Regions from separate parts of the Mus musculus genome. Here regions 1 and 3 are each linked to region 2. The links are chromatin contacts, called in public promoter capture Hi-C maps. All regions are on one chromosome and are shown on one strand. The core of a region is the stretch at or near the end of the contact, and the rest is flanking DNA. Distances in the headings are between cores, read along the strand shown.

Region 1 (4,467 bases), core at 1,062-3,561, 2.9 Mb after region 2:
TTTTTTCTTCATTAATAGTGCTAAGAATTAAAATAATTAAGTGGCAATAACTTAAGTGAACCTTCCTCCCGGTTCAAAGGAGTTGCACTAATACACCTTAACTCATCTCAATGGGAAGCACACGGTGTGTGCTCAAGCATTTGCAAGTGCGTGACCCTAACAATGCAAAAATGAGCGCTTGTATGTCTACTCTCTCAAAAAAGAAGAATTAAATGCAAATATAAAACATTTACTTACCTCAAATTAAAGTATAGTAAGATTTTTTAATGTGTTTTGTTTTTTCAAGACAGGGAATTGTCTGTGTTGCCTTGTCTGTGTTGCCTTGTCTGTCCTGGAACTCCCTCTGTAGACCAATTGGCCTTGAACTCCACCTGCCTCTGCCTCCTGAGTGCTAGGCTTAAAAAGATCTTACAGGCCTGTGCCATCATGAACCCTCTTATGAGATGCAGATGTTTTTCAAACAGTGAAATGGGAATGAATCGAAGTAAACTTCTAATATGGCTTAATCCCATGTTGCTTTTTAAAACAGTATTTATGTCAAACTGACCAAGTCCAAAGTTACTCAAAACTCCACAAAACGTCTCCAAATTCCAGTCAAGGCAGGCATAATGTTATCTTATGCAGACCATCACCTTACAAAGTAACAGACAAAATAAACTCGCAACTTTGTATCACAAAGAAGCTAATGTAATAATGTATACATCCTCTATAAAGTGTTTCTCTCAAGATTTTTCACAGCTAGGTAAGAGCTGGCAGGTGATAAAATATACAGGCGACTAAAGGCCCTGGAACATTTAGTAGTAAAAAGATAGCAAACCCTCTCCACCACCCACCCCAAATACACTGTGTCAAGAGCTTAGTGGGTTCCGAGAGGCCAGGGTGCTTGCTTGCTATGGCTCAGTTAACACTATTTTTGCTGCAACCACCAGACACAACAAATGAATGCACGTAAACCAAACAAACAGCCTATCCATAAATGTGCTGACTTCTTCCTGCAAGTCCCAGCGCACCCTTCCACCGCCAACAGTTCAATGAGAATATCATACAATGAAATGAGTAAGCAACACACGCCATTCTGCAACTTTGAAAGACGGTCACCAATCTTCCGCAGCACCCCGAAGAGCCACTATTGCTGATCAACTAACTCATTGGCACTAAAACGGTTTCCTTAATTTTCAAGCCAAGTTGCCGAATAACCACTTTTTAAGACAACACTTCTTGCCCAGTTCATCCACCCGGCACAGTCCTCACGGACGCTCAAAAACAATCGAAAGCCATTGCCTGCCCAGCTGGAGTTGAAGTTACTCGTCCAGCGACGTTTAAAGCTGTCTCCCCTAAACAAAGTGCTCTGGGCCGTCAGCGCCGCGGAACCCGGCCGCGTTCCCGAAACTCCGACTCGCCCGCTTACACCTGGGCCCGTGCGATCCCGAGCGCCGGCTGCGGAGCCGGGCGGTGCGGTTCGGGGCGGTGGGGGATGGGGAGGACAGGCTCGAATGGCTTCCTAATGTATCATTAAGAAGCAAAAGCACCGGTCTGGGAGCAAGAAAAGTTAAAGGAGCCGCGAGCTGACAAAGAGCGCCGGCCGCCGCACCCGGACCACCCGGCCGCGGCGTTTGACAGCTCCGTCCCTGGCGCCCACAGCTTTGTGGCTCCGAGAGGCCGGGCCGGCAGCAAGCTGGGCGTGCTCGGCGGGGCGTGTGCGGACGCCGGGCTAGGCCCTGGGGAAGCCGCCGGGCGGTTCTCCCAGAAGCGAGGCCGAACTCCAAAGTAAAGTGCGCGGCGCGGCCGGCGGGACCTGCGCGGGCGCCGCCGAACCGGGCCGCGCCTGGGCCGCCCCGCCCCCACCGGGCCGGGGGCCTGACAGCTCCGGGCCGCGCCGCCGCTGGCCGCCCGCCTGGCTCCCTCGCGCTCAACTTACTTCTTTCTGGCTCTCTGGAAAGGGGAAGCGCCATCTTTGCGAGGCCGGCCCCGAGGTCTTTTGTCTGCGGCTGCGGGGCTCGGGGCCGGGGCTCCGGGCTCCTCGGGGGGTGCTGGCGGCGGCTGCTGCTGCTCCGCGCTCCGGTCCTCCTCCGACGACATCCTAGTCACCAGGAAAGACACATGGATCCCCGTCCTCCTCCTGGGGGGCTCCTCCCGCCGCAGCGGCCGCAGCCGCCGCCGCTGCTGCTGCTCGAGTTGCTCCTCCCCGGCTCAGCCTCTCGCATTTCCCGCAGCCCCGGGAGCAGCAGCAGCAGCAGCAGGTACCGGGAGAGGCGGCAACATGGAGCTAGCAGGACACGCACTCACACACATCGGCGCGGGCGCGCGCACTCGGCGCGCAGGGGCCGGCGGGGGGCGGCGGGCAAGCGGGCGGGGCGGGCGGGGCCGGCCGCGCGGGGCGGGGCGCCGCGGCCAAGGCTGGGGCCGGCGGGGCCGGGCCGGAGGGCGGCGCCGAGCGGGGCGGGGCGGGGCGCGACGCGAGGGGCGCGGGCCGGGGGCGGCCGCAGGGGTCTCCGCCCGGCCCCTCCCCCAGGCCGCCCGCGGCGGGAGGAGAAAGGGCCGCGGAGGGGGGCGGCGGGCCGGGCCGGGCCGGGGCGGGGCCAGCCACCCCTCCCCCGCGCCGTCAGCCCGTCAGGCCCACGCCGCGGCGAAGTTTTGACAGCTGCTCCAGTTGTTGTGGTGGGTTCCGGGGTGGTGCGAGCGCCGGCCCCTCGGTCGCGCGCTGGCGATCGCTCCCTCACACACTGCTCGCTCACGGCGTTCCCTGTGGCTAGCTCCCTCACGCTCGGTTCAACGCACGGCTAGCTCTCGCTCTTCCCTATCGTTTGCCCGCTCTCCGGCCGGCGCTTTGCTGCCTCACGCTCAGGATCGCTCCCTCACGCTAGCTTTCGGCCCCATCAAGCTTGGCTCCCTCACGCTGGGATCCCTCTCGCTCGCTCGCGAACGCTCCCCCACGCCCGCTCTCTCTCTGGGGGCAGCAAAGGAGGAAGTTTTGCGGCTGTGCGTTCACCACACAAACAACACACGCACACGGCAGTGGCCGTCGCGCGAGGCCTGCACCCGGGTCCCCCGGGGCGACCCGCACCACAGACCTCTCAAACTCGCCGCCGGCTCGCCCACACACAGGCGCCTCCCGCCCCCGCCCCCAGCGCGCTGCTGCCACTCACGGGGCTGAGTCCGCGCATGCGCCCCGCGCTACCCGGCCGCCGCCGCTGACCTCACCGCCCCTCCCCCGCCCGCTCTGACGCGGCGGTGGCTGCAACTCGGGCTCTGGCGGGCGCTAAGCTGCGGACCGGGCATCCGGGATCAGGGTCCAGCCCGGCCGGAGGAGGGGGGAGGGATCGATGTAAACACTCCGGAGCGTGCACCCGCGTGCGGTGCGCGCACGTGCGTCCGCGACCCCCTGCGGGCGTGGGCCGCTCCAGGCCTGGCGGAGTCCCACGTAGGCTTCCCTAGTGCGGCGCAACCGTGGCAGGACAACGTTAGATCCTAACTCCAGCTGTAGTTTCTCCGTCCGACGTCATGTTTTAAACACCGTGAGACCGGAGGCTGCCGTACAAAAAACCAAGCGGACAGGTTGAGTGGGAAAAAAATGTCTCTACACCGAGAGAAATGCATCAGCGTGAACGTTGTGTGTGCTCAAGATTTAAAAATGGAAATACTGCTAAGCTGTTTCCCATTAAAAAAAAAAAAACGATTCGTTAAAAATGGGGCCAGAATTGCCCAGGACGCCGCGTTTCGTTTGCACTATGGATTGCCTTGTAGGAGTGAGAAATAGTAGAGATGGGAAAACGGATCTGTGGAGCGGCGTGGAAGGCTTAGAGTAGCCTGTCAGGCGCTGAGCTGCTCGGAGCCTGGAATCCGAGCGCACTTTGCGATCAGTTCTTTCCATTCTCAACAGTTTCAATGCTGGGCAAAAAGAATACACTTGTTTCTAGAGGTCCTGTTCACCTTCCTGCCACCCAATAGCCAGGCTATTAACATTGAACTGGGCTTCGCATCTGGATCAAACTTTGATCGTCTAGTGCATATTATAGCTGTAATCATTTGTTTGTTTGTTTATTTGCAGTGGCTAAAGTTGAATCGTTGAATCATTTGAATTGATTGCAAGTTTAATCCCTTGCAGGCCTTTTCAGCTTTATTATATGTACAGTCAAAGGAAGCTTGGAGCAGGGAAGAAAGCTGCCATATGAAAGGTAAGCTACAAATTAAAAGGAGAGAGGAAATTGGGGTTTCTAGACAAATTAAATTACTTGTCGTTGTGGTATATTGAACCCAGAACTGCACACACAGCTAAGCTAACACTCCACCACTGAGTTTTATCCCTAGACGGAATCGTTTTTAAAGATTTTTTTTAAGAAATGTTTTTTGTTTGTATTCGTGTCCGCATGAGTTTATGTACACCATGTACGTGGAGATACCTGAGAAGGCCAGAAGGTGTTCAGTCCCCTAGATTGAGGTTACAGGCAATTGTGAGCTGCCATGTGG
Region 2 (4,108 bases), core at 387-2,886:
ATCATTAATCAAGAAAATGTCCTACAGACTTGCCTACTGACTATCTGTTGGAGGCATATTTGTTTTCAGTTATGTTCTCTCTTCCCACGAGGGCAAAACTAACCAGCATGCTCCCCTTTTAAACAACGTTCACATTGTCACCTAGAGTTGAAATGAACTCTGACTCCACTGTCACTTAACTTTTCCCCAACATGTGCCACAAGACTGAATCTGGCACAGTGCCACACACAGAGCCAGTGCTCAGAAAATACACACTTGCTAAACATATAAATTAGTCTTCTACGAGCATAGCTAGCTCTTTTTTCTTCTGTAGCTATTTGCTATAGTGGTTCTTTGTATTTCCCACATGCAAACTTCCTTGAAGAAAAATATTGTTTTTGTTAGATGTAGTATTAAATAAGAGCAAAGGTGAAGCCTTTTCTGGGACCCACTGCTAAATCAGCCCTACCTATCTTATTTTGCTAATAAAGTATTCCTCAAAAAAAGAGGAGTACTTTTGGTTAGAATAATCTGGGTTTATCAAGTCCAATGAAGGAATGTACAGAGCATAAACAATTATACATTTCAATAATATAGGTAACTATAACTGAAAGCATTATAACTAGGAACTACAGATGCAGCTGACCTCTAGAATTGCTAACATGACGCCTTTTAGATGGAGGGAAGTACTTTTCCATGACTATTTCATCTGCCACCACAGACGCACTGGATCCGACACTCTGCTGGATGAAAGTACATTTCTAAAGGAAGACTAAATGGCTATTTGTATTTGCTCATCTCCCAGATAAGATCCAAGTGCAATCAATTCTAATTAATGAGCACAATGCAAGGCAACTGAGAGAAATGAATGTTACTTCAGCCTGTGTTCACTTCAGAGGCTAACCTCTCCCCTCTAAATCATCTCATCTGGTCGGCAGGGAGAGAAACCCAAGCGAGACTTCTCCTGGCTTTTATAATTCTAGAAAAGCTGAAGGATTTTAAAGGCTAAACCACAGCGTTACCCTAATTGGCCTTGAAGCCAATCACCTCTCTGTATTTGACCCAATCTATACCTCACTACAACGGGCGAACTGGCGTTTAGTAAACACTCTGCAAACAGACTTCCTACCCAAACCCTGTTCTGCAGCAACTTGCAGTAGCTATTTGGGGCTCACATAATCTCCAAAGTGTGGTCCAAGTAAAAGGAGCACTTCCTAGCCGACGTCCTGTAGAGCAGGCCAGCTCTTCCTCTGCAGTCTCCTTTAAAATAGACTGAGAAGTTTCTTTGGGTAAGTGTGGGGCAGTCATACCGCACCTCCATCTTAACATAAGGGGGATAGCCTACCGCCTCGCAATCCACACAGTACTCCCCCCAAACGGAACGGATCCAGGACGCATTCGCCTCTGGCATTTGGGAAGCAGTCTGACTACAATACCTCTCCAAACAGGGACTGCAAAGTGGACACTTGGGCCTCTCGACAGAGGACCATGCTCTCCAAGTGAGACATTTTGGCGGGCACCACCTGATACTGCAGAGCAGTTGGCCTCCGGTCAGCCCTGCGCCACTCAGGCGTGGTTCACGTAGAACAACCGCAAGCTTTCCGGCCGGAAGCCTGGGCTGGGGGCGGAGCCAGCGCGGTCGAGTGACGTCAGGGAGCCGCGCGACAACGTGGGCCGCTCTAGTCTCCAGGCGGCGGTGCTCAGTGGTCGGTTACTGGTAAGTGGTTATCGCTTCCCACTCTGGCCTGAGCTTTCCAGCCTGAAACCCTTACACAAGCTGAAGGGCGACCTGGGGGCACCTCACCGCCCACCTTCTGTGTCTTCAGTTCCCTCCAGAAAGCCGCACACATAAAAGTACCGACAGAAACGAGTATTCTTTAAAAAAAAATTGGTTTTCCTCTGGCAAGAAAGTGGACAATGGGAACTCTGTGGAACTAACTAAATAAAATCATTTGTTTGTCTTTGCAAGCTTGAAACTAGATGTGGAAGTATTCGAGTGTTAGTGAGGGTAATCAGTAAAATTAACGTTGTCCTTGCACATTTATAGGACACCTGGAAGAAGAAAAGCCTTGAAATGAAAGAATGTATAGGAATAAGAAAATTCGTGTCCAAAGAGAGGGCTTTGGGTCCTGAAAAAAAAATTTGGTCTGGAAACATTGACTCAACTTTTTCTGAATTTTGAGATGTTGGGAGAATCTTTGAACCGTTTATTTATAAACTTCCTTATATAGAACATAAGGACTATAGTAGAGTATTTTTAAGAATAAAAGATAATGTACGCAGTGTCTGCTACACATAGATTTCATAAACAGTGCAAAAAGACAAGGAAAACACGGCACCCATATTAGAAAGAGGCCCATTATGTATTATTGAACAATACAACTGCCTGTGGAGGAAATCTAATTACCACACACACACACACACACTTTGGTTCCAAAGTGGTTGTACAAGTTTGAATTACTACCTGCAATGAAGAAGTATTCCCCTTACTCCACAGCCTCTACCATAAGTAGTTAGTGACAATCCTTTCCCAATCTGTAGGCTGCTGTTTGGTCCTGTTGATAGAGCCCTTTGCCTTACAGAAGCTTTTCAGTTTCATGAGGTCCCATTTATCAATATTTGATCTTAGAGCCTGAGCCACTGGTGTTCTATTCAGGACATTTTCCCTATGCCAGCGTGTTCATGGCTCTTCCCCACTTTCTCTTCTATTAGACTCAATGTATCCGGTTTTATGTTGAGATCCTTGATCCACTTGGACTTGAGGTTTGTGCAAGATGATAAATATGGATCTATTTTCATTCTTCTACATACAGACTGCCAGTTAGACCAGCACCATTTATTGAAGGTGCTTGCTTTCTTTCTTTCTTTCTTTCTTTCTTTCTTTCTTTCTTTCTTTCTTTCTTTCTTTCTTTTTCACTGTATAATTTTGGCTTCTTTTTCAAAGATCAAGTGTTCATAGGTATGTGAGTTTGTTTCTGGGTCTTTGATTCATTTACTTTGATCTGTGAGTCTGTTTTTGTATCAGTATCACACAGGTGTTTTGTATCACTGTTGCTCTTTATTACAGCCTGAGGTCAGGGACTGTGACTCTTCTGGAAGTTCTTTCATTGCTCAGGATTGTTTTGGCTCTCCTGTGGTTTTTGTTTGTTTGTTTGTTTGTTTGTTTCTTATGAAGTTGAGAATTGCTTGTTCAAGGTCTATAAAAAATTGTGTTGGAATCTGTAAATTGCCTTCGGTAGGATGGTCATTTTCACTATTTTAATCCTGCCTATCCTTGAGCATGGGAGAGTTTACATCTAACTGATATCTTCTTCAATTTCTTTCTTTAGGGTGTTGTTTCCCTATTTTTTTTCTCAGACAGTTTATCATTTGTGTAAAGGAAGTCTATTGATTTCTTTGAGCTAATTTTTTATCCAGCCACTTTGCTGAAGTTGTTGATCAGCTGTAGGAGTTCTTTGCTAGAAGTTTGGGGATTGCTTATATATACAATCATATTGAGAGGCCAAGCATACTCCATATTGGGACTGGACTTGATCTAAAAGAAAAAAAAGTTTAAGCACTTGATCTGTAGCTGAACCCAAGTACCAGGAAGGACTCCATGGCTTTTCCTTGGACATGAGTTCCTCTGGTTCCAACCCAGCTCAAACCGGTCAAGTCCAGTTCAGTCTGGTTCAAACCAGTTCATTCTGGCATCCACCGCCCACCACCAAGTCTTGCACATTCCTTTGCCCTCTTCCTCAACTCTTCATGTCCTGGGGTGTTTTCCTGATGGGGCCACGGTGGGGCTTTTGGTGTGGGAATCGAACTCGTGACCCAGTTCGCCAGCCTGTCTGCCCTCTTGATGTCGTTCCCCGCGTGGCGTCAGGTGGAGAGGGCACGGCTTGCAGTGCATCTCTTGGCACTACTGTCCTTCTTGTAGTAGAGTGTAGCGAAGGCAAAGATGTTGAGGAAGGCTCCCACCGTTAATCCTCATGCTCAACTCCTTTGAGTAATCATACTAGAGCCGTCTGGGCCCAGGTCGGGATCCCCAGCCAGGCATCCCTACCTGGGCAGTTTTGAACCCGGAGCGATGGAGGACGAGAACGCGGAGGATGACTTTACAGCAGGGCACCTTGTGGCCTGGCGCGGG
Region 3 (3,818 bases), core at 1,040-3,539, 2.0 Mb after region 2:
CCTCAACAGAAGAACTGCCTCATCAGGCTGGCCAATGACCATGTCTAGGGCATTTTCTTAATTTCTAATGAATGCAGAGGGTCCAGTGTAGGCAGTGAAGTCTTTAGCTGAGTGGGTCTGTGCTACATAAGCAAGCTAGTTGATGCCTGGTGTAGTGGCCCATGCCTTTAATTCCAGCACTCCAGAGGAAGAAGCAGGAGAATTTCTGAGTTCAAGGCCAGCTGGTCTACAAAGCAAGTTCCAGGACAGCCAGGGTGGTTACAGAGAAACTGTCTTGAAAAACAAAACAAAAGTCCTTGCCTGACTTCCCTCAAAAATGGACCTGGGAAGCTGGGTAGTGGTGGTGGCGCACGCCTTTAATCCCAGCACTCGGGAGGCAGAGGCAGGTGGATTTCTGAGTTTGAGGCCATCCTGGTCTACAAAGTGAGTTCCAGGACAGCCAGGGCTGTCTCGAAAAAAAAAAACAAAAACAACAAAAAAAGGACCTGGGAATATAAGAAGAAATGAACTTTTTCCTCTCAAGTTAATTTTAGTCAGAGTGTTCTGTCAGAGCAAGAGAGAAAGAAATAATAAAATAAATTTTCTGAGAGCAAACTATGTTTACAGTGTGAGTGAGTAGCTTATTTAATATGGAAAAATGCTACAATAAATCCCCTAAACCTAAGTAACAAAACCATAAATATATTATCAGAAAAATTACATGAAGATATATAACAATATGTTACACATTACTCATTGGTATAATCACTATCCCTGTGACATTAAGAGTACCATATGAGCCAGGGATGGTGGCTCACACCTTTAATCCCGGCAGCTAGGAGGCAGGGGCAGGTGGATCTCTCTATGATTTCAAGCAAGTCTAGTCTACAGAGTTCCAGGACAGCCAGGGTTACACAGAGAAACCCTTCTATCTCCAAACATCTGCCTCCCCCCCCAGAAAAGACAGCACCATATGGTAGAGCCTGTATACTCACCACCATAGGTAGGAAGAAAAACAGGAAATAGTACAAGTTGCCTTCCCTTTTATTGTCTACTGCAGCACCAACCAAGGTAGATCAAAAACTCCCATCTGTGTTTGCCACTTGAATTCAGTTTCCTTCATCAGTAACAAGTTTTAACTCTATGGGTGTGGGTGTCACCAAAAAGTTTCATGGCATATAAAGACATGTGTCTGTGGGTGCTTTACTCTGTTTAAAAAGATGGGGATGTGAGGACAGCCTGGCCTCAAACCTTCATCTTTTTACCTTAGCCTCCCAAATGCTGGAATTAAAGGCCTATGCATCTGCATCCAGATTCTGATCTTGGCTTCGAAAACCAGCTCAGGAAACTCACCCAACCTACCTCCATCTCCTGTGGTCTCTCTGCCATTGGCCTCCTCGATTTTCTCTTCTGCCACCTGAGGTTCTGTGACAGCATCTCCATTTTCTTCATGTCCCTTTCTGGGTCGCTGTCGGGCTTTGGCAGCCTCCTTCTTTTTGGCTGCCTTCTTCTTGGCCAGGTCGGAAGGCATGGTGATGAGCCACAGGGGTAGTTACAGTCCTTTCAGGAGTCTGAAGAAAAGCAAACAGATACTCCAAAATTCTAAACTTACAGGTAAGAATGTCTGAGTGCTATCCCATCCCTCCTTGGAATTTTCCTATCAAGCCTGTGGTGCCCAACTCTTGTCCCCGCCAACTTTGTCCGGGCTTCTCACACTCTCTCGACCGCTCCTCCAGCCTCATCTCCTCCCTTGGGGTTCGCGCGCCAATCCCCACCGCCGGCTTCACTCGGATGCGCTCTTCCCCCAGGGCCTTAGTGAGGGACCGCTCTGCCCCTCGTCTCCAGTTTCCGAACTTGGCGCTCGCGCACCTCTGCCAGCCGCCTCCTTTTCGGTTCTTCGCCAGGAGTTCGTCCCGGACCTCCCTTCCGTCCCTCTCATCCACCCCACCGACTGCGGCGCGGTTTCTCTCCCGGAACCACGAGTCCTCCCCAGCGGGTCCCTAAGGGTCTCTGCGCTCGCTGCCCCTAACCTCCCCCACACCCCGCTCGCCGGCGTCTCTGCCTGGGCCAGTTCTTTTCCCTTTCGGCCCTTTCCATTCCGACCCTGAGCTCCCTTCCGCTTCTCCTCCCGCTTCCTGCTCACGGGTCCACACTCTCCTCCCCTCCGGCGCCCCTTCCCCCTCAACTCACGGGGCCTCGCCGCTCGGCCTCTGTCGCAACAGAGCTGCTCCTTGAGCTCCTCCGCGTGCGGCCGGCTCCCCAACCAATCACGGCCCCGGGCGGCCCTTGGCGCGCTGCCGCGAGGGCTTCTGGAAAATGTAGTTCTCAAATCGTAAGAACTTAGGGCGGGACTCTCCTCCGGAACTACCACGATTCCCAGGTGTTGCGCCGTTCTAGTGACGGCATCAGAACGCGCGATGATTCTGGTTGGGGGAGGATTAGAGTCCAAGAGGCCCGTCCTACCAAGCCGGTTTGAAGAACTGAAAACTGCAAATCCCAGATTGCTCCTCGGAGAGGTGGGCTGGTCTCCCAAAGGATACCCCACCCCTAGCAGATAAATTTACCAGGCTGCTCTACTGGTTTAACCAGCAGGAAGTGCGACTAAGCTTCCCGGCCAGCGTCCTAAGAGTGCGAGACCAAACAATGAGAGAAGAGAGTTAGAAGGTGGAGGGGAAAGAAGAGCGAGTTGCTGCTGGGCAGGTGGCTCTGAAAGTGAGGTAACCCTTTGTAGACCACGCCAACAGAACTCTGTTCGAGAAAGGCATCCTCGTCTCATGGAACCGAAATTGAGAGCCTCGTCCATCGCTAACGAAACTTTTTGAAAGTGCCAGACGCTGTGCTGAACCTTGGTATCTTAGTCAAGAGTTTCTGGGTTCCACCAGAGCCATGCGAATGTGGTGGAAAAATCTAAAGTATAGGACCACTTTGCTGAGTTTAGCTCTATGGACACTTAGTTGTGACTTGTTTCATTTCCTTTGAGTCTCACTGTCTAAAATCTAAAGCAGACTTAGTGTTAGGAACATTATAAACTAGATCTGTAGCCTCATACACAAAACAACTCTACGACCCTTGCTTGCTACCTGTCCAGGGTCCTGTCCACTGGTGTGTCATCACTGATGACACAGAAGGAAGCAAACTTAGTGCCCCTGAGTGCATTCTCAGAAAGTGACCCCCTTTTCCTCTAAGGTCACCATGTTGCCAAGCTAAATAGAAATTAGGCGTGAAGATCATTGAGGGTGGACATCACAAGTAGCTTCAGAGCCTGCCCCCTGTGTCTTTGGCAGCACACTAATTTTAAGATGAAAACGGGCTAAAGAGATGGCTCAGCAGTTAAGAGCACTGACTGCTCTACTAGAGATCCTGAGTTCAATTCCCAGCAACCACATGGTGGCTCACAACCATCTGTAATGAGATCTGATGCCCTCTTCTGGTGTGTCTGAAGACAGCTACAGTGTACTCATACACATAGATAAATAAATGAAAGAAAAGGGAGGAAGGTAAAAGGAGGCTTTGTAACACACACACACACACACAGCTTTAAAAAAAAAAAAAAAGAAAAAAGAAAAGAAAAAGGAAATCCAAATGGGCCTGCCAATCGCCTAAACAGGAAACTGCGGCTGCTAAGGAAGTTGTCTGTTTCAGAAACGAAGCACTAGTATAAAACCCATGTGACCATTGTCCATTCCCACCAATGAGAAACATTTTCTTGGTCCATTGTCCACCTCTGCCTTTGAGGGTGTCCTCATTTTACTCTATGGTAAACTCTGTCTTCATTACTCAGTGCCTCATTGGAATTTATTCAACAGAGATGGCAATGACTGGAAAGCCTAAGGGAGTCT

The links. Promoter capture Hi-C pulls out the DNA fragments that hold promoters and counts their contacts.
Region 1: a promoter capture Hi-C map of pre-B cells shows a contact between it and region 2, with 7 times the contacts expected there. The contact joins the promoter of Kmt2c here to the promoter of 6030443J06Rik in region 2. A contact is called at or near these places in 2 of 39 promoter capture datasets (liver and pre-B cells).
Region 3: a promoter capture Hi-C map of pre-B cells shows a contact between it and region 2, with 4 times the contacts expected there. The contact joins the promoter of Abcf2 here to the promoter of 6030443J06Rik in region 2. A contact is called at or near these places in 1 of 39 promoter capture datasets (pre-B cells) and 1 of 484 Hi-C or Micro-C datasets (B cells).

Annotation. Positions count from the first base shown.
Region 1 is chr5:25,496,472-25,500,938 of GRCm38.p6, forward strand. Kmt2c (lysine (K)-specific methyltransferase 2C) reads right to left here and starts at 2,312. Exons shown (of 59, transcript NM_001081383.2): 1 at 1,919-2,312. The coding sequence starts at 2,079. 4831440E17Rik (RIKEN cDNA 4831440E17 gene) reads left to right here and starts at 3,326. Exons shown (of 1, transcript NR_030700.1): 1 at 3,326-4,467.
Region 2 is chr5:22,548,777-22,552,884 of GRCm38.p6, forward strand. 6030443J06Rik (RIKEN cDNA 6030443J06 gene) reads left to right here and starts at 1,637. Exons shown (of 3, transcript NR_102315.1): 1 at 1,637-1,696. Orc5 (origin recognition complex, subunit 5) reads right to left here and starts at 1,562. Exons shown (of 14, transcript NM_011959.3): 1 at 1,416-1,562. The coding sequence starts at 1,487.
Region 3 is chr5:24,575,178-24,578,995 of GRCm38.p6, forward strand. Abcf2 (ATP-binding cassette, sub-family F (GCN20), member 2) reads right to left here and starts at 2,290. Exons shown (of 14, transcript NM_013853.2): 1 at 2,170-2,290; 2 at 1,342-1,550. The coding sequence starts at 1,510.